7 separate regions of the Mus musculus genome follow, and all the other regions are linked to region 2. The links are chromatin contacts, called in public Hi-C, HiCAR-type and promoter capture Hi-C maps. All regions are on one chromosome and are shown on one strand. Each heading gives the region's core, a stretch centred on a gene start, on an enhancer-like site or on the middle of the called end of the contact. The rest is flanking DNA. Distances are from core to core; before and after follow the strand shown. Region 1 holds the start of Zfp655 (zinc finger protein 655). Region 2 holds the start of Pomp (proteasome maturation protein). Region 3 holds the start of Arpc1b (actin related protein 2/3 complex, subunit 1B). Region 4 holds the start of Atp5j2 (ATP synthase, H+ transporting, mitochondrial F0 complex, subunit F2). Region 5 holds the start of Cpsf4 (cleavage and polyadenylation specific factor 4). Region 6 holds the start of Arpc1a (actin related protein 2/3 complex, subunit 1A). Region 7 holds the start of Pdap1 (PDGFA associated protein 1).

Region 1 (2,816 bases), core at 138-2,637, 2.6 Mb after region 2:
CAGCACTGGTGAGGCAGAAGCAGGTAGACACGAGTTTGGAGCTAACCTGATCTACATTCCAAGACAGCCAGTGCCTCAGAAAGAAACCCTGTCTAGAAACCCAGCCCCACTAGATTTTAGTTGTCACAGTCCACAGACTTAAGTTTCTCTAAATGTAATTAAGTAAAGTGCATGGTAATTAGGGCCCAAGAAGGGTTTAAAACCTAAAAAGTTACCAAAATAAACAAAAAGAAAAACACAGAAGCAGGAGATGCCTGTAATTTAAGGGTAGAGTACTTCCTAGTATGCACAAGGCCCTACCTTCAATCCATAACAACCTCCCCCTTCACAAAAAAACAAACATGAGTACCATTCGGTTTCAAAACTTAAAACCCAAACAGGAAGGTGTAAGAATTCGATATTACTCAGACTCTACTGAACAATCCCAAATCTGTGGTTTAAAATATATGTGTGTGTGTGTGTGTGTGTGTGTGTGTATCGCTGGGCGTGTAATCCCAGCTCTCGGAAGATTTAGACAGGAGGTTCAGAAGTTCAAGGTTAGCCTCAAAGCTGTCTTTTAAAAACCCAAACCAAAACAACAACAACAACAACAACAACAAAATAGCTACCATTAAAAGAATTTTTTTCAACACAGTACAACTGCGTAAACCTTTCCATGGAGCGTCCTAAGTAATTTAGAGGCTCAAGCTGAGACCCAGTGAAACACGCCAGATAAGATTACTCATTGTTTTTCTCAAAAGCAGGCCCCTTAGGAATCATGTGGTAAGCGGTAAGGCCGTTCTGCATTACTCAATGGGCCCCGATGAATAATGATACAACTCACTTAGGAGACAGACCCTTAGGGCAGGCTGGTCGAGCCACCTGCGCGCAGCACGAGGGAGGGCTGCGAGGAGCCTGGTGTCCTTCAGATCCAAGGACGAGCCCGGGTTCCGTCCACCGTCCACCGTCCACCGCCCTCCGCCAGGCTCCCGGCCCGTCCGCAGGCCTCGCCCAGAGCCACCCTCCGCCTACCTCTCTCTTGGGCAAAGGTTCGGTCCCCAGAGGGCGAAGCGGGCCACAAGACCGAGCTGCCACCCGGGCCCGGCCACTGGGTTCGCACCACGGGGCCACCCCGGCTCCCCGGGCTCCGCGACGAACCCGGGAAGAGGGGAAAACAGGGCCGCGAGCCCGGCCTTCCGCGCGCCCCAGCTCCGGGAACAGCCGTCAGCCCGCACGCGGCGCCTCCTGCGCGTCCGCCCCGCGGGCCAAACAAGCGGTCGCTCCCACGGCGACGCGACAACGGTTCCCCGGGACTCACCCAGGTGGAGAGGCGGGCCTGGAGACTGTCCCGTCACGGAGGCGCTCCTCGCTCAGCTGCACCAGCCTGTCCGGGGCCACTCTCTCGACTGCCAGAAGGCTGACGCCTTACGTCACTTCCGGCGACGGAAGTCCACGGGAGGGCGGTCCCGGGTGAGGTTCCCGGATGAAGAGCAGGGGTGAGGGTGTCCCGGGTCGAGCTGTCAGCTGACGGACACGGGATGCGGTCTCGTGGGTGGGGTCCGCAGCATCGCTAGATAAGGCCTTAGTTGCTGTTGTGCTTCGCTTTCTCGAGGTCGCACAGCCCTCCCTGCTGATTAGGGCGCATCTTACACCAGGAGGGCGACAGAGGTTGGGAAAGAACTCCCGACTCCTCCCGGGCCGCAAGAGCGTGCAGGAGGATTCCTAAGCAGAAGATGAAATACCACCCTCGTGTCTAATACTGGTTTGGTCCGGCTTTATTTCTCCTAGGAAGTGCCTGACCCCAAATTGCCCACAGAAAGGGACATACTAGGTGTTGCCCTGCCTGGAAGGGACAAACGTTTTCCCCAAGAGGATTCGCCCAAGGTCACCAAGATTTTCCTGTCAGGCCCTACTTTGAGTCCCACCCTTTCCTTCATGTTTGATTCTTTGCCTACCATGAGGTGAGCAACTTCTTCCAACAGGAGTTCTTCGCTGTGTGCAGCTTCACTGTAGACACAAAGGGAGCAAGTTTAACTGAGAACTGTTTGAAACTGTGACACAAAAATCTCTCCTCAAGCTTGATTATCTCAACTATTTTTGCAATAGTAGATGCAAAGCCAAGACTCCCATAATTTTGTTCCCCTGGAAATTAGTGAAGCTCAGAATCTTGTAATTTACAATCTTATAATTATCTAGTATTAGGAACAACTGCTACATAAATCAAATATTTTAAAATACTGCCCAAGGGCTGAAGACGTGGCTCAGTGTTGAAGAGCACTGTTGCACTTCCAGAGTACAAAGGTTCGCTAAGTTCCCAGAACTCAAACTGTGGCTAACAACCCTGTCACTAGGTTCTAGAGGTGGATCTAATGCCCTCTGACCATGGGAGACGCTGACCACCCCAGGTGAACATATATGCATGCAGGCAAAGGATACACATATAAAAAATTATTTGGCTTGGAGAAATGGCTTACCAAGTAAAAGCCCTAACTGTTCTTGCAAAGGACCGGAGCTCAGTTCCTAGTTCCCACGGTGGCTCACAACCAGTGTAACTCCAAATCCAGAGGGTTGGATGGTCTCTCTTGGGCTCCTGTCACACATTTGGCACAGTGCACACATATGCACACACATACACACACAAAATAAAAATAAATCTTAAGGGAAAAAAAAACTGCCCACAACAGGTGTGGTAGCCTATGTGGTGGTCTATACCTGACAGGTGGATCTCTGTGAGTTCCCAGACTAGTCTACATAGTGAGTTCTACACTATCCGGGGCTACATACACCCTGATCAAAAAAAAATTTTTTGAGGATTTATTTATTTTATGTATATGAGT
Region 2 (2,783 bases), core at 96-2,595:
TCACCCGACATCTGACAGCACAAACTGCTTAGATACAGGTGACCTGGTCTCTGTTACTAGTCTAGACCAAACAATTCTGAGAAAGCAGCTAGTTGATAGACTTACTTCACCTGTGTATTTGACCTGGCAGCTCGCATGGGGGGGAATGTCAGCAGCCCCAACTGGGTCTTGCTTGAGCCTCACCAGTCTCCCCAATTCTGCACAAGGTTTCCCCAAAACACACCACCTCACCAACAAAATCGCTAACAATCTCCTTCTAGACCTCATTAACATCTGAGAAATAGAGTTCGGGGCTCCAACTCTATAATTCAAGGGCCTGGTACTGTTGGTGTCCCCACTCTTCACACAGGAAACCACGGGGATCAGGAAGACAACAGGTAATCTATCCTGGACAGTCACCTACTCCGTGACTGCCAGTCAAGCACAGACTTCCAGGACTGGCCCTGTCTATGATTATAGCTGTCCCAATGCTGACTGACACCACTACAGTACAGTGTTCTCCTGGGGACAGATGTACTGAAAAGCACCAAAGGAGAAGTTTCGCTACACACAAAGGGGAAATTCTGAACTCTAGTATTGCTGTTACTATCGTCCCGGTGTCCTTTTGTAAAATATGAGGACTCCTTAAGGTTCTAGTTCAGTGTCAGATACAAGTTAAGTCTATGAAGACCTAAAAACCATTCATATTTCAGCGTTTCTCACATTCCTTTACACTGGTTAGCGGTCTCTGCCAATCCAAGCTTTCTGGACGTGGGCAGATGGCGTGCGGAGGAGTGCCATAGTGACTCAGGACTATGCTCAAAGAGAAACAGAAAGTGGGGCAGGAGGAGAGGCCAGAAGGGGAGGAGAGGCCAGAGGGGGATGCGAGGGAGTTCAAGCACTAACTATACGAACAAAACGGGAGCGACACATGGCACACAGAGAGATGTTTGTAAACCGAGGCTGAGCTGTACGAATGCAACGGGCGGTCGTGCGCCTTGGCGGGTGTAGGGGTGCAGTCACCCTAAGGGAGAAGGCACGTGGCGTGTCCCAACACGCACACAAGGCTTGGCTTTCGGAGGTGCCCAGTGCATGGAGTGCATCCGCCTCCACTGCTGGGAAGGGGCGCTGTGGCCTGGGAGGCCCGGGGAACTGACCCGCGCCGTCCGATCGGAGCCAGGACCACCCGAGAGAGTGCAGCCCGGGTCCCGCCCACGTCAGACACCCGCCGGGACCGGGCAGTCGCGATCGTGCCCGCACCACGAGTACCCGCCGCGACGGCGGCCCTCCGCGCTCACTCACCATCTTTGAAACAGCTCTGTGAGATCTATAAACCTGCTCGAGTCCGCCGGCCAAACCGCTCACTTCCGTTTCCGGGGCCGAGACGCCCACCCCTCCGCCCCATCCGCCGGAAGTGCGTCCTTCCGGCCAGGAAGGAAAGGGGGCGTGGGAGGAGCAGGGAGTAGCGTTGGGCCGGGGCTCCCACGCTCGCTGTCCCCCGGTGAGCGAGGGCCAAGGGCGCAGCTCGGGTGTGCACTGGCCCTGGCCTCGCGGGACGGTGTTAGATGGGCGTGTGCAAATGCACAGACTTCCCACGGGCCATCCAAGGACGCACGGTGGTGATTTACATAAAGTCCTTCTGCTGAGTCAAAAGTGGGACAACAGGCCTTTACGGTTTTATAAATCGAAGGTCCGAGGCTGGGTATGTGTAGAACCTAAGGAAAGGACCAAGCTAGCTTAGGCACCGAGCCTCAGGCAGAGGCGGGCTCCAGGGTTGTGGGGTGTGGATATTTCCGAACTTGGGGGGCAATCACAACCTGAGTCCCAAGTCAGGTCTGGCCACCGGTTCGTTCATAATAAGCAACTTAAAAGCGGGAGGCAGAAGGCGGCGATATGGTCAGTGTGGCCAGACTGGAAGACAGCAAAGACTTGGGAGGTTCCCTGGGACTAAGTCCTTTTCGGTGACATGGGGGTGGTGGTGGTGACAATTTTAAGTCAGGGTCATCAGAGCTAACGTATGTCAGGCTCTTAGAATTACAAATAACGTGGTTCTACATGTTGTACATGAGTCATCTCCCTAAGTCTTTTCATTAAGCTTTTTTTTTTTTTTTTGTTATTCGAGACAGGGTTTCTCTGTGTAGCCCTGGCTGTCCTGGAACTCACTCTGTAGACTAGGCTGGCCTCGAACTCAGAAATCCGCCTGCCTCTGCCTCCCAAGTGCTGGGATTAAAGGCGTGCACCACCACGCCCGGCTTTTCATTAAGCTTTTTAAAATTAATTTTTAAAGGATTCCTCTAAAACGTTTTGTTTGACTGTCTGCGTGTGCATCAGGTGTGTGCCTGGTGCCCTCACACTCTTTTGCAACATTAGCGGTGTTTGCCAACACGAAAGAGTCTTAGGGTCTTATAGGACTGGAGTTATAGGTAGATGGTTGGGAACCACCCTCTGGGTGCTGGGAAAGGGACGCAACAGATGCTCTTAACCGCGGAGCCATCTCTCCAGCCCTGTTGCTCACATTATGAGAGTATGGCATAGCACGAAGGAGAAGAAGACAAAACAGGTCTTAGCTGTGCTGGCCGGAGGATGAGGCGGCTGGTCACTTGGGTTCTGCAGTCAGAAGCAGAGAGAAATGAATGTCGTCCTCTTGTTTTTGTCTTGTTACTCAGCCTAGGACCCCAGCCTATGGGATGGCGCCTCCCACATTCAGGGTACATCATTTTTAAAATGATGTAAATGACTTCACTGATATGCCCAGACTGTCTCCTCTCAGAGAACCCGGGTTCCTTTCACATCACTCTCATCAG
Region 3 (2,736 bases), core at 97-2,596, 2.7 Mb after region 2:
ATCACCAGCGTACACCTTTAATCCCAGCACTCGGGAGGCAGAGGCAGGAGGATTTCTGAGTTCGAGGCCAGCCTGGTCTACAGAGTGAGTTCCAGGACAGCCAGAGCTATACAGAGAAACCCTGTCTCGAAAAACCAAAATAAATAAATAAATTTTCATTCACACAGACCTTTGCCTTGCACGCTTCATTGTGTGTCTTTGAGTGCCCATGGGTGTCGGGGTATTCGAACTCAGACCCTCAGGATTCCCCCTCCCCAACTCCACCCCTGTCAGTGCTTTTATTCAATGCTCCATCTCCCAGCCCCGCACATTCTCTTACAGTAGAAGCCCACGTGGTAAATCTATTCCTTTTTTATTGTCCACGTGAAGAAGTTGTTCCCTCCAAGTCGCCCCGCAGGGCTGCAGCTTCGGACCCCACCCCACCCTCCCACCTCATAAGGCCAGGTTCAAAGGAGTGCAGAAATAAGGTCTGCAGCAGCAGACAAGCAGGCACTCTGCCAAGTGTACTAGCCACATTTGGCAGCTAAGCCTCCAAATCTGGAAGGTCCCCATTTTCCAGGCAAGGCAAGTTGAGCTCTAGAGAGGCGAGGTGGCTCGACTGCGTCAGCAGCCACACCGCCCCAGGCTGGAGCTGCCTCGCGGGAACAAGCTTCATGGCCAGCACCTGGGCTGGCTCCCAGTTCAGGATTCCAGCCTATTTGCGGGCCCCACCGGGACCTGCCCTGTCCGGGGTGGCCTGGCTGGGTGCCCCTCGAGCCGCCAGGGTCCGCTCGCCCAAGCTGGGTGGAACCAGGAACCTGGACCCCTGCCGGGTATGGTCACTGGGGGATGAGGCGGGGCAGGGGTGCTAGCTCATTTCCCGGTCGCAACAACCCGGAAGGCTGCGGACCGAGGGGGAAGTGACTGAGCGTGGGGCCCTGCGCCCAAAGTAACGGGGCGACACGGGTCTCGGGGATCGAAAGCGGGGCCAGGAAAGCGGAGAGGGGGCGCGAGGCTGGGGCTGTGCCGTCTCGATGGCGTCGAGTGCGCGGGGAATCTCTGCGATTCTTCCCACCGCGCCCCGCATCCCCAGAACGCCGCCCCCCACTAGCTCCTTGCCAGCCCCACCCTCGCCGGGAGCCCCACCAGGCCCCCATGCACACGGCTCTCCACTCCTCTCTCATCCCCATCCCCCTCACCGTCGAACATCGCCTCGAGTCCCCTGACTTCTAGGTGGCCTCAGACACCACACACACCTCGCGACCACCCCGCGCCCCTCACCTCGGGTCTCCTCGGCCGCGGACTCTGGACAGTCGACGCGCCGAACCGGCTCTGAGACCCGCGCAGCGCCGCAGCCACTTCCTCGTGGGCGGGGGGCGGGGCCTTCGGGCACAGCCCCGCAGGGACCGGGGGCGGGACCCGGGCGGCTGTGGCCAGATCTCAGGGCCCGCCCACCCCTCGGGGTACTAAGCCGCCCGGACCTCAGTTAAGTCCAGCTCAGCCCAGAATTCGTTCGGAGATCGCACGCTGTTGCCCCTAACTACTTTCTGAATGGGGAAACTGAGGCTGGAAGAAGGGGGGGGGCGCTTAGAGGGCGGAAGCCCGAGATCGGGCAACCAAGAATTCAAAGGTTTTGAGGCCACACGCAGGCACCCCGCAACTTAATGACTCCTGCCCCGCCCCTCGCACTCTAGGTGCACCCCAGCCGTGGTTCCCCAGACTCTGTGTCCCAAAGATGGCAGAGTCGCTGGCGTCCAGGAAGAAGAGCACTGCCACTCCAGGTGACTTCTCGCTTCGGAAGTCCACACACTTCCCTCCAAGTTGCTGAGTAGCTTTGCAGTCAGGTGATGATGCTCCAGGGTCAAGGGTCTTCCAGGTTAGGTGCGTCTCAAGTTCCTTTTGCTGTGCCTCCCACCTTCTGAGAGCTCCTCTCTAGACTCCCAGCAATCTCCTGTATCACTAATTCTGGCTTAGAGGTGCCTGTGATAACCCACACCTGTCATCCCAGCACTGGGGAGATGGAGGAAGAGAGATGAGATTCGAGTTCACCCTTGGCTGTAGAGCTGGATGAAGGCCAGCCTGGGTTACATGAAACCCTGCCTCAAAAAAACCAAAGAAATGGGCCAGTAAGATGGCTCAGATGGCAAAGGTGCTTGCTGCCCAGCCTAAGGACCTGAATTGAACTCCCAGCACTGACTTCCACACACATGCCAGCCATAGTGAACTAGAGTGTGTAAACATACACACACACACACACACACACACACACACACACGCAGGGTAAGTAAATAAATTAATACTTTTTTTTTTTTTTTGAGCCAGGGTTTCTCTGTGTAGCCCTGATTGCCCTGGAATTAGCTCTGTAGGCCAGACTGCCCTTGAACTCAGAGATCCGCCTCTGTCTGTGTCTCCAAGTTCTGAGTTCTGGTATTAAAGCAGTGCATCATCATGCCTGGTGTAATAAAATACTCTAAGTTTGGAGCAGTTGCTGCAGTGAACACCCTGCCCATGTTCAGTGATTATGTATATGTGTGTGTGTGTATACACACACACACACACACATATACATATATAATGGTGTTGGGATTCAAACTCAGGGCCCTGCACACACAGCAGACGCTCAGTCACGGAGCTACATCCCCAGCCTTCACTTAAGTCTCCTTAAGTTTCTGGGGCTGGACTTGAAGTTACGTAGGCCTTGAGCTTGTGATTCTCCTGCCTCAGTTCCCCGTGCCACCAGACCCACCCAGCTCAGTA
Region 4 (2,730 bases), core at 45-2,544, 2.7 Mb after region 2:
CCATGCTCTCACTCTTAGATTGCTCTGACCATGTCCAGTCAGATGCCCATGTTAAGTCTACTTCTCTCTGCTCTTCCAGATGCCTCTGGCTGTTCCCTCTCACTCATATTTACAATAAACATCCCCTCTCCTGGGGGCTGGAGAGATGACTCAGTGGTTAAGAGCACCGACTACTCTTCCAAAAGTCCTGAGTTCAAATCCCAGCAACCACATGGTGGCTCACAACCACATGTAATGAGATCTGACGCCCTCTTCTGGCGCATCTGAAGACAGCTACAGTGTACTTACGTATAATAAATAAATAAATCTTTAAAAAAAAATCCCCTTTCCTTATGGGGGCTGGAGAGATGGCTCATCTGTTAAGAGCACTATCTGCTCTTTCAGAGGACCCAGGTTTCATTACCACAAATCACATAGGAATTCACTACTGTCTTTCTAACTTCAGCTCCAGGGGATCCAATGACCTCTTTTGACTTCAGTGGGCCCTGCATGCATGTGGTACACAGACATATATGTAGGCAAAACACCCATGTACATAAAAATAATTTTAAAAACCTTCACCTTAATTATACCATGGAGTGGTTATGTCAGTTTATACAGGCAGTGCACACATATAATTCCCATACATGAGTTGTCACTGCTAAAAGTTTCAGGCCAACCCAAAACATATACTGATTTCCAGGCTAGACTAACTCTGTTATTGCATACAGTCTTGCTGTATTTCAGGCCCAAATTTGGGAATTAATGGCAAGATAATGCCTGTAGCTATATAGTAGTCTGACTTTGGCGCTAACATGGCTTAAATCTAATACTTCTGATTTTGGGTCAAAAAAACTACCTTTACGAGCTTTAGAAAATACCCATTTAAGCAGGTGTCAGCTGTGGAGGCGTGTTTGCAATCATCATGGAAACCACTTAAGCATGTGGAGTGGAACTTCAGAGGGATTTGGGGGTCAGAGCAGTGAATAGCAAGTAAAAGGGACTGGGGAGGGTTAAAACAAATGTTCCTATTCAAGGCTTCTCTGCTTTTCTTTCTTTTCAGCATTGGGAATGGAACCAGAGCCTTAAGCACTCCGGGACTGAGCCACACCCCTAAGCCTCTCATTCCTCATGAGAGATCCAAAAGTAGAAGGCAAAAAGTCAAAAGGTCCCTTTTCTCTTTTGTCCTTTGCTTCCGCCTGGGATAGGTCTCAAAATGCTCTACCTAAGTGGTGATCTACTTCCCATGAGCCTCTGCTTCCCGCTCCGGCAGGGGTGCGTGCGCCCTTCCCAGCAGCCTTTGCGCGCGGCTGGAGTTCTGCGGACACCAGGACTTCAAGATGGCGTCACTCGGTGAGTACTCGGCCCTTTCCTGGCCTTGGGGTTGGAAGCCCGATTTGGGCACAGGCTCCAGGGCCACAGTGGGGTGAGAAGGAACCGCGGGAACTCTTGCTCTTCACCCGGGGCTTCACTGAAGCCTCCCCGGAAGCGCGCTGGACACTTACTATAAGGTCCTGTGCTCCCGCCCTCCTCCCTCCACTCTGCAGCGGATTTCTGCTGTGCATCGCCTGGCCTGGCGGTGGAAGACCCAGTCAGCACGGAGAGGCTTCTGGGGGCCTGCACATGCGTTGCCCGGAACCATTTGTCTGTCCTTCCGCGGAGGACTAAGCTGCTGCTTTTTCTTCCTGCGCGACTTGACACAGGCAGGGTCACTTGAACCTTTACGCTGGGCAGCGCTTGGACCTCCCTGGAGATGAGGCTTTCAGATTACGGTCCAGGACCAGCGAATGCCTAGAATGGTTCCCGACACCACATTATGTTACATACGTGTCGACTGAATACGCCTACTGGGGTGAAGTGACCTGTTCAAGGTCACCAGTCCTGAGAGAGCCTCGCTGGGATTCAGACCTAGGTTGGCGGGTCTCATGATAAATGAGATTACCTTTCAGAAATGTCCTTGTGACAGACAAGCAGATGTTCCCTTAACACGTACGAGTCAATCTCCACACACATTCATTGCGCACTGTTGGGATTACACATTATTGTTGTTTTTGTTATTATGTGTCCCACACGTGTCTAGGTATGGTCATGGGAATGCTGGAGCTTGTGTCCAGGTTCGAGGACAACTCCGAGGAACTCCAGTAGCCAGGCTAGCCATTTCACAGTTGTCTACCTCCTCCTTTTGAGACAGGGTTTCACCATGTAGCCCAGATTGGTCATGAACTTGCTGCCACAGTCGTGATGTATTAGCGTCTATCTCTGAGTGCTAGGATTACAGGCCTATGCTACTGTACTTAGCTTGTTACAGTGTTCTTTATCTCAGCCTGGGAAGGTGAAGGGGGGGGTGTCTAAAAACGGGGTGTGAAGGAGCTGAGCCTTTTTGATTTGGTTTGGTACTTGGTTTTGCAAGATAGGATTTCTTTGTGTAGCTCCAGCTGTAATGGAACTCATCTGTGGATCCACCTGCTTCTGTCTCCCCAGTACTGGGCTTAAAGGTGTAGGTCACTGCCACCTGGGGCATTAGCAGCTATTTTATCTGTAAAATGGTAGGAGATGGTTAGTGAACACAGCTTTCAGAAGAGACAACGGGAAGAGCATTAATGACACTGCTCAAGAGGCTGAAGAAGCACAATTGTCAGCCTGGGCCTTCCTCTCCAAAAAAAAAGTTGAAAAAATAGAAGTTTTGGATCCCAACCCCTACAGGATTTCTCTGCCACTCTGGCTATCCTTGAACTTGAACTCCACCTGCCT
Region 5 (2,700 bases), core at 162-2,661, 2.7 Mb after region 2:
AGTCAGCTGCTATGGAAAATCTGAAGCAGCCCCAGATCCCATATCTGGGATTAAAATAAAAATATATTCCTATTTCTGTAGTTTTCTGGGTTCTGGATTTTGTTTGTTTGTTTTTGTTTTTTTCCCTTCAAGACAGGGTTTCTCTGTGTAGTCCTGGCTGTCCTGGAACTCACTCTGTAGACCAGGCTGGCCTTGAACTCAGAAATCCACCTGCCTCTGCCTCCTAAGAGCCATGATTAAAGGCGTGCGCCACCACTGCCCGGCTATTTCTGTGTTTTTTAAAGAAACCCAAATCTTTACTTCAAGTGCACACTTGCCTCCACAGGTTTGTGGATCTATTGCCCCACACAAATGTTCCATGGTCTCAAGGCAGTGCCATCAAATTGAGTAAAAACCTAGTGCTTAAAAGGCTAGCCTGATCTATAGAGTGAGTTTCAGGACAGCCAGGGCTATACAGAGAAACTCTGTCTCGAAAAACAACAACAACAAAGAGTAGACATATGTGCAAGGACGACCTGGCCAAAGAGGACAGTTCTGTCTGAATTGAAGCAGCTCCCCCAAACGGAAGATATATCCCACCAGAACAGGAAAACCATCTCATCACATGAAGAGGGACAGTAAATATAGCTCGGTCTAAAGGTTCGCTGGGGGCCTGAGTTGGGACAGGTGACCCGGAGGTGGGGTAGTGAGGAAAACGGACAATTCCAGGACAGGGAAGGATTTCCCAGGAGCTAGACTAAAGCAAGCCTGGAATATGAGGGTCTACTTGGAGTCTTCGACAGTCAGATACACTCAGACTCTTCTACCGCCTAGTTCTGATGAAAGTAGAGAGGAGCACGCTAAGAGGTGGAAATGGGGGACATTCTAAGACTTTGCTGAAGTTGGAGCAGGATGGGAGAAGGCAGTTCCACTTCAGGATGACACGCGTTCACTGGAGAATTACGCGAACAACCGACACAGTCCTGCTGTCCCGAGGATTGCCACGGAGCAGTCCCCGGGGATCAAGGATCCAAGGAAAGGTCTCCCCGAGTTCAAGTGACACCGGGAAGTCCCAGGACGGAAGCGGAGGAACTAGGCGAGGGTCCCGGGTTCCAGGGCCCAGGGCTGGGGTAACCTCTGGTCAGAATCAGACTCGCCCACCCACCCGCCGGGCCCCGCACTCACTATCCATGCCGGGGAAGGGCAGCGGCTGCGCCCCGAGCTGCTGCTCCACGGCGATCTCCAAGTCGAACTTGATGTGATCTACGCTGGCGATTATTTCCTGCATGGCGGCGGCGGCGGCCTCGGGCCCAGCTCCCCCTCAGGTCTCTCAGCCGCTCTCCGCAACTCACGCTACCTCTCCCCGTCCCCTTCTCGCTTGCCGCCACCGCCGCCGCCGCAGCCGCCGCCCCGCGAGGGATGCCGGGAGCGCTGGAGCCCGCGCCGGCCCTTTTTTCCCATCCAGACTCAGCCAACGGAGCTCAGAGTCCGGCCACTCCTTCAGGCCTGACTAGCCGCCGACCGATCGCCTGTTTCTTTCGGTTCTGTATCTTACACAAGAGGCGGCGACGCAAGTGCGCCTGCGCGGGATCTCCGTAGTCTGTGCTGAGGGCAGGAACGCTGTCTCTGGAGCCGCGGTCCCTCGACTCTGAGGACGTCTCACTAGGGGCTCGCCGCTTAGAACGCTCAGAGTGAGTTTCTGTTCAACCCTCATAGGAAACCCGGAAGCCGGGTGGAAATTGGACCTGAGGGACTTTGTCCAAGCTCAGATGCGAAAACGGAGGATCTAAAGGCCTGGGGAGAGGAAGCAAGGGGCGACCTAGGGTCCCAGGTCTCTCTGTGGGTGTAGCTCTAATGCAGACGTTTAAAAGTCGGGTAAGGGGGCAGGAGGTGTGGCTCAGTTGGTAAAGTGCTTGCCCCACCACCGCATAAGCCGGTAGTGTTAGTACAGACTTGTAATCCCACTAACTGGCAAGTGGAGGCAGAAGGGTCAGAAGCTCAAGACCAGACTGCATTACATGAGACCCTGGAGAGCGAGTCAACCTAGTAGAGCTAAGCCTCAAAATACCGTCATACCTCTTTTCCCTGTTATTATGTCTTGTTTTTGTTGTTGTTTGTTTGTTTTGTTTTTTTATTAAAGGGCTTCAAAGTAAGCAGGCCCAGCACAGCCTAATAAAAATAGAATGCGAGGGTGAGAGGGTGTAGCTCTGTGAGAGGGAGCATGTGCATATATGTGCCTTCCACACCACTCGAGTGCAGATTAGGGAAAAGCTTGTACCACAAGTCCTTCCAAGTATGTTCAGGAATCAAGCTCAGGTCACCGAGCTCTGCAGTAAGCACCTTTATCTGCTGAGACCCTCTTGAGCCTCTTGTTGTTGTTGTCGAGACTGGGGATCTCTAGGTAGCCCTGAGTAGCGTGGACTCACAGTTGTAGACCAGACTGGCATTGAACTCATAGAAATTCTCCTGCCTCTGTCTCCCTGGTGCAGGGCCTAAAGGCATGGCCCATCACGACTTACTCTTACTTTTTAAAGACAATCTCATGAAGCCCAGGCTGGTCTTGAAGTTGACATTATAGCTGAGGGTGACCCTGAATTTCTGACTCTTTTCTACCCAGCTGAGATAGTAAGTTTGACTGATCTCCCACTCCCCACCCTGCACAGAGCCAGGTCTTCCTAACTCAGAGCCTACCCTCTGAGTAAACTTGTCTCTCTTTTCTGA
Region 6 (2,700 bases), core at 24-2,523, 2.8 Mb after region 2:
TATGAATTGAAGAAGCCTTCCCCCAACCCCCACCCCTGAGACAGCCAGTGACTTGATCTAATGGGGTAAACACCCGGGACTGATAACTTATAGAGACCTGAAATCCTAAGGCCTACTAGGAAACCAAAAGATTAAGGGAACTGATAAAATAGGATGCCAACCTAGGTCATTTCAGAAACTGGGCAAGGAGAAGATAGGAGAGAAACACACCATGACAACAGATGGCTTTATACTCAGAGATTCTAAGCTGCAATTTATTAAGTGCCTCCCATGTTCCCAACAGTGTTCAGTATCTGAACGGGGCCAGGAACATGAATAAATCCTTGTCCTCATGTCCTTCTCCGGAGGAAAGAGAGCAGAAAGTAAAGGAAGGCAGATATGCCTTGAAAGTCTCAGAAGCACCAGTAATGGCTATCATTTATTATCAGATCATTTGAACAGCTTCTCTGGGTTAGGAATTGCTGTAAGCAACTCAAGCACACGAACTCCACGCGAAACCCATAAAACCAAGTAGACTAAGAATCTTCTTACTGCAGCTGGGGAAACTGAGGCACCAAGAAACAACCTTCCCAGAGACACCTGACAAAGTGGCAGAGTCAAACGGGAACTCGGAGGGTTCTACATAAAGGACCCTATGAATACGGGTGCAGAGGAGAGTACAAGTCTGACTTGCGGGGGCGGGGGCTAGAGCTAGGGAATCTTAAGGTTACTGGAAAGATGGGCTTTCTCTTGCTGGGAAGGGTTCCCCAATAACTGACGGTTCGGAGGCTGCTCTAGGCAACATCCTAGATGTTGACGAGATGAACAGATACTCGTGACAAGCCACCGGGGGATGGGGGGGGAGATCCGCCCGTCTAAACTAATTTTACAGATTGTGGTAAATGCTCACAGTAGGGGTGCAAATGGTACTATGGGGGTGTCGGAAGCCGAGTTGTTCCTTCTCTCATCCGAGATGGAGGGCAGCTGGAAAGTGCTCAGAAACGCTCGGTCTGTGTGTGAGGGGGGCACCAGGGACTCAGAGGTAACCACGAAGGGCTGAGATCCCGGGCCCCTCAGCTCCAGACCCCGCGCCTAACAGCCCTGGGCCCGCCGCCCCCGCGTGCCATAGAACATACAAAAAAAAAAATGGAGGCGACCCGGGCCAGACTCTCCGCCCTGTGGCTCCTTACCTGAGGTTGGGGAGGTCTGGAGGTCCGGAGCGGACGATTCGCGGACTCTGGTCAGTCGACGCGAACTGGCTCCGGCGGGCGCGGACGGAGGAGGGAGGCCTAGAGGGAGAGGCTGACAGATCCCGGAAGTGACCGGAGCGCCTGCGCAGAGCGGCCGCTCTCAGCTGGCGCTTGGCGCAGGCGCAGGCGCAGAACGTAGCCTTTGTTGGCGTGTTCTGTCTGAAGAGCGGCTGCTGCTCAGGTGAGGCAGCCGCTCGTCAGCGCTAGGGCGTGCTTGTGGAACTGGATGGGCGTCCTACTCCTTTCTTTAAGGAGGTTTTAACACACACACATTTCTGAACCATGGCCCAAGTGTGCAGCGTTGGGAGCTTCTCAAGTGCTTTTTGTTACAAATTACTGAGCTAGGATCTCTCAGGCTTTGTGGTTCTGAAGAACAATTCAAAATAAAATAAAATAAAATAAAAATATTTATGTGGCTGGGCGGTGGAGGCGCACGCCTTTAATCCCAGCACTTGGGAGACAGAGGCAGGTGGATTTCTGAGTTTGAGGCCAGCCTGGACTACAGAGTGAGTTCCAGGACAGTCAGGGCTACACAGAGAAACCCTGTCTCCAAAAAAAAAAAAAAAAAAAAGAATTATATGGATGTCTGTGTCGGTATACGCATGTGAATTCAGGTGCCCCTGGAGGCCAAGAGAGCAACAGATCCTCTTGGAGCTGGAATTGTAAGTTACACCATGTGGGTGCTGGGAACTGAACTCAGGTCCTCAGCGAGAACAATACAATCTTTTAAGCTGAGCCATCTTGCCAGCCCTTGAAACTATGTTTGTGTTCCTTCATAGAGGGTGGGTCAGAACTGGTGACTATTTTCTGCCTGGCGGACTGTCCCTGTCCTGGACCCTCAGTAGAAAGTCTCAAGTCTACCTAAGAGTCCCCTTGACTGTTCCTAGATCAGGACCACTTGTTCCTGCACCCACAATGACACCACAAGAAGGCGCAATGGTGACATGGAAAGAGTGTATTCTATGTAGATGCAATTTATAAGAACTGCCCTGAATGCTACATCCAGTCAGACTGTTGCCCCTGCTCTGGTAGAAATTATGAAGCAACCAGTTAAGTACCCAGGTTCCACTAGAGGTAGGCACCCCAGTCCTTGTCTTGTGGTGGTCTATATATTTGACCCAGTGGACAGTAAACACTGCCCTAACAGAAATAAGGGAATAGTCTATTTCGAGTCAAATATCCATGAGCATTGCTTAGCAGTGCTCGGATTCCTTACCCTAAGTGTTTGCCCCACCTTGAAAACAGTTGCGTTATGGTCTTTAGAATTATTATCGGTCTGTGTGTGTGTGTGTGTGTGTGTGTGTGTGTGTGTGTGTGTGAGTGTGTGTGTGTGTGAGTGTGAGTGTGTGTGTGAGTGTGTGTGTGAGTGTGAGTGTGTGTGTGTGCTGTGTGAGTGGGTAGCACTCATATGGTGGTCAGAGGTCAGCTCTGTGAACTCAGTTCTCTGCTTTCACCTTTACACGGATTCCAG
Region 7 (2,953 bases), core at 84-2,583, 2.7 Mb after region 2:
CTATTCTGTGACTCTGGGGGAGATCACTTTTCTTCTGCAGTCTTCTGTCTCATCTGTAGAATAAAAGCAGTAGATTACACACGTTAAATAGCCGCCAAAAATCTCTCTTTTTAGAACAACAAAGCAGGCCAGTCAAAATCTAAATAGAAACGCTGTTTTCTTCTTCTTCCGATTGCATAAAGCTTTCTAGCTGGCAAAGAGTAACCTATCAGCATAACAGACTCATCTGCTCAAAACTGTCTTTAGTCCCATCCACTGTATGGTGACTGACACTTTACAATCCCCTATTCCCACACCCCTTCTTAACAATTTAATAAATTAAGAATAAAACTCTTAAGACGTGGACTCAGGGTCACATTGCTGACAACCAGTGAGTCTAACAGATTAGAGGCTCCTGACTTCCCCATCAGTGGTCTTTGCTCTGGTTTTTCCAGCGCTTACGTTAAAAGATAGATTGACTCTGAGCCCTTCCCAGGGCGCACAGCCTGATTAGAGAATCACTTTCTCCTGACCTAGGAGGACTCAACCCGAGAGGCTCTCGGGGCCGGGGAGAGGTAAAACGAAGAGGCGATCGGATCAGGAGGAAAGAGGTGTTGTGTTGGGCTGTTTACAGACGTAGAAGAGCGGGAAAAGGGGTGAACAAGAGCGAAGTTACGGAAGGGACAGTGGCAGAAAACTCAAGAGCAGCATCTGAGAAAAAAAGCGGTGTTTAGACAGAAAACGGTCCCGGAAGAGAAAACGACGTGGGAAAAAAACACACACGCAGAGAGAGAAAGAGCGAGCCCCAAGTTTACCATCCCCTGTGCAAGTCATCGGAGACTCCAGCCTCTGCCGCATAAGCAGCTCACACAGCTCTCCTGCCCGTAACCATTGCCAAAGATACGGTACTCGAGAACCGAGCAGAGAAACACTCACCGGAAACTCAAGCACCTAAGGCCGCTGCTTCTTTATTGACGGCTTCCGCTCCGGCGACAAACTCTTCAGAATAAGGCCCTCGCGGGGCCCCGCCCACCTCGCGCGGAGATTGCGTCATCTTAGGTGTCCCTGGCGCTGCCTTTGTAGAATTCCGTAAACCGTACGGCCCTTTTCCTCTCACTTCCTGTAGGGGTGGCCCACACGGCTACGTGTCTCCTCGGACAGGGACACCGGGGAACGCGGATTCCTGGCAGTACATATTCTGGTCAGGAATTCAGGCACCTCCCAAGACAGCCCGGCCTCGGTGTGAGGTCCCAGATCCTCGCAGCCGTGGCGGCGGTGGCGGCGTCAGTGGCGCGCGGAGAGGGAACCAAGCCGGGCGGAAGAAGTCGATTCCAAGGAGTTTCCGGTTCCGGTGTCAGTTCGAGGCGCCGCCGCCGCCGCTGCAGCCGCCGGAGCCGAGATGCCTAAAGGAGGTGAGGGGGTGGGCGCGCGTGGTTCGCGTGGCTTCTCTAGTGGCGGCCGTAGGCGGGCTGCCGCGGACCCCTCAGCCCGCGGGTCTGGGGCCTCTAAGAGATCCGCGCTGAAGGAGGCCATCCCCGTCGCCTCCCAGCCATGCGTGGGCCTCGACGCTCAATTGTCCTGCCTGGGAAGCCGAGGACCACAGTGGTTGAGGGCCTCTCCGTCGGGGATTTTTGAGGAGACTCACGGGTGCTGGGTCCTTGTCCTTGAGGAGAGCAGGACCCAGGAGTCTCGGCCAAGCCTCCGGAGCATCTGAAGTTTGTCCTCCCATTTGGCTGGCCGGAGACTGAGTCACCGCGTCCCGCGCTGGTGCGGTGCCTGGCTGCCTCGAGCATAAAATGTGGCTTTTGTGGAGCTTTTGAGGAGCCACGCCTGCCTCATAATAAGACCTTGACTTGATGATGTGGGACCTGGCTCTGATTCTCTCCTTGCACCGTAGCCACTAAGGATGTGCTTCTGAGCCAGTCGCCTAACTTCTTTGTGTCCCGGTTTTGTCGTTTCCAAAAAGGGGGTTGGGGTGGGGGACATTGATTATATTTTCCTCCTGTTATGAGAGAGGCATAAACTAGGTAGCCCACGTACTCAGCCCAGTGCCCCGCAGCCCCTAAATGTTCAGCTATTACTGTGTGTAGAGACCAAGAAAACAAGTGTTTCCCATCGTACATTGGTTTCACCCCTTAGAATCAGGGGTTTGAATACCAGATATATCACATCTTAAGTCTGTGGCCTCAAACAAAACTTTTCCAGTTCGTTTTCTTCATCTGAACTACAGGGGTATTAATAAGGCTTAGTTGGATGAGTAGGAGACAGGCGGACAGGAGTTACGGTGGCAGAATAAATCGCTCTAAGGGCCTGGCTAGCTCCCAGCACAGAACAGATGTTCAGTAAATGTTGGCAGCTCACGTGTTAAGCCAGTTAATGCAGTGAGCCCACAGGAACATCTGCCTGGAGATTTTCAAGCTTAAATTGCTTCCTGTCAATATTCAGATATTAGGCTCTACAGGGCCAAGTGTGTCTAAATCTAGTTCTCTGCTGATTTATCCTGCGTCTAGAGGAGCACTGTCTTTGTTTCACAGTCTCATCTTTAAAAGGCAAAGGAACTTTTTTCAGCTCCTGACTCCAAGGTTGAGAATTACAGTTCGGCAGTCTTGAATATGAAATCATGGCTAATGGACTTAGTCTTGATTTCTGGGAAGCTTTGCAGGCAGATAAACAAAGCTTGTTTCCTTGCTTGGGCTAACATGAGAAAACAGTGATTAAAAACTATTTTAAAAAATCCCCCAGGAGCAAAGGACCAATTCTGTTTTCAGTATACTGTGAATTATTTTTTTAAAGCATCTTGAAAGAGCCTCAGTAAAACAAACAAACTAAGATCACGAAAGGGTGTTGCTTTTTTTGTTTGTTTGGCTGGTTGGTTGGTTGGTTTTTTGTTTTGTTTGTTTTTAATGGTAAAGCTTGGTATCTCACAATAGGCCTTTCATGAGCATACCTAGATACACCCCTGGGAACTCAGGTT

Evidence for each region. Promoter capture Hi-C pulls out the DNA fragments that hold promoters and counts their contacts. Hi-C and Micro-C count contacts between places; a contact is called where the count stands out from the background. HiCAR-type assays count read pairs that join an accessible place to other places.
Region 1: a contact with region 2 is called in a promoter capture Hi-C map of pre-B cells. The contact joins the promoter of Zfp655 here to the promoter of Pomp in region 2. A contact is called at or near these places in 3 of 39 promoter capture datasets (the C10 cell line, liver and pre-B cells).
Region 3: a Hi-C map of B cells shows a contact between it and region 2, with 5 read pairs. The contact joins the promoter of Arpc1b here to the promoter of Pomp in region 2. A contact is called at or near these places in 1 of 39 promoter capture datasets (pre-B cells) and 1 of 484 Hi-C or Micro-C datasets (B cells).
Region 4: a HiCAR-type map of astrocytes shows a contact between it and region 2, with 5 times the contacts expected there. The contact joins the promoter of Atp5j2 here to the promoter of Pomp in region 2. A contact is called at or near these places in 2 of 115 datasets of contacts at active chromatin or transcription factors (astrocytes and large pre-B cells).
Region 5: a contact with region 2 is called in a promoter capture Hi-C map of pre-B cells. The contact joins the promoter of Cpsf4 here to the promoter of Pomp in region 2. A contact is called at or near these places in 2 of 39 promoter capture datasets (liver and pre-B cells).
Region 6: a contact with region 2 is called in a promoter capture Hi-C map of pre-B cells, with 4 times the contacts expected there. The contact joins the promoter of Arpc1a here to the promoter of Pomp in region 2. A contact is called at or near these places in 2 of 39 promoter capture datasets (liver and pre-B cells).
Region 7: a promoter capture Hi-C map of pre-B cells shows a contact between it and region 2. The contact joins the promoter of Pdap1 here to the promoter of Pomp in region 2. A contact is called at or near these places in 2 of 39 promoter capture datasets (liver and pre-B cells).

Annotation. Positions count from the first base shown.
Region 1 is chr5:145,230,313-145,233,128 of GRCm38.p6, reverse strand. It overlaps Zfp655 (zinc finger protein 655), which reads right to left and starts at 1,387. Exons shown (of 4, transcript NM_028298.4): 1 at 1,298-1,387. It also overlaps Gm6287.
Region 2 is chr5:147,859,190-147,861,972 of GRCm38.p6, reverse strand. It overlaps Pomp (proteasome maturation protein), which reads right to left and starts at 1,345. Exons shown (of 6, transcript NM_025624.3): 1 at 1,282-1,345. The coding sequence starts at 1,284.
Region 3 is chr5:145,112,866-145,115,601 of GRCm38.p6, reverse strand. Arpc1b (actin related protein 2/3 complex, subunit 1B) reads right to left here and starts at 1,346. Exons shown (of 10, transcript NM_023142.2): 1 at 1,261-1,346.
Region 4 is chr5:145,190,105-145,192,834 of GRCm38.p6, reverse strand. It overlaps Atp5j2 (ATP synthase, H+ transporting, mitochondrial F0 complex, subunit F2), which reads left to right and starts at 1,294. Exons shown (of 4, transcript NM_020582.3): 1 at 1,294-1,332. The coding sequence starts at 1,320.
Region 5 is chr5:145,165,924-145,168,623 of GRCm38.p6, reverse strand. It overlaps Cpsf4 (cleavage and polyadenylation specific factor 4), which reads right to left and starts at 1,411. Exons shown (of 8, transcript NM_001291248.1): 1 at 1,165-1,411. The coding sequence starts at 1,267. Ptcd1 (pentatricopeptide repeat domain 1) reads left to right here and starts at 1,520. Exons shown (of 9, transcript NM_133735.2): 1 at 1,520-1,670.
Region 6 is chr5:145,082,442-145,085,141 of GRCm38.p6, reverse strand. It overlaps Arpc1a (actin related protein 2/3 complex, subunit 1A), which reads right to left and starts at 1,273. Exons shown (of 10, transcript NM_019767.2): 1 at 1,170-1,273.
Region 7 is chr5:145,138,405-145,141,357 of GRCm38.p6, reverse strand. It overlaps Pdap1 (PDGFA associated protein 1), which reads left to right and starts at 1,333. Exons shown (of 6, transcript NM_001033313.4): 1 at 1,333-1,391. The coding sequence starts at 1,379. Bud31 (BUD31 homolog) reads right to left here and starts at 982. Exons shown (of 6, transcript NM_001310771.1): 1 at 916-982; 2 at 1-53.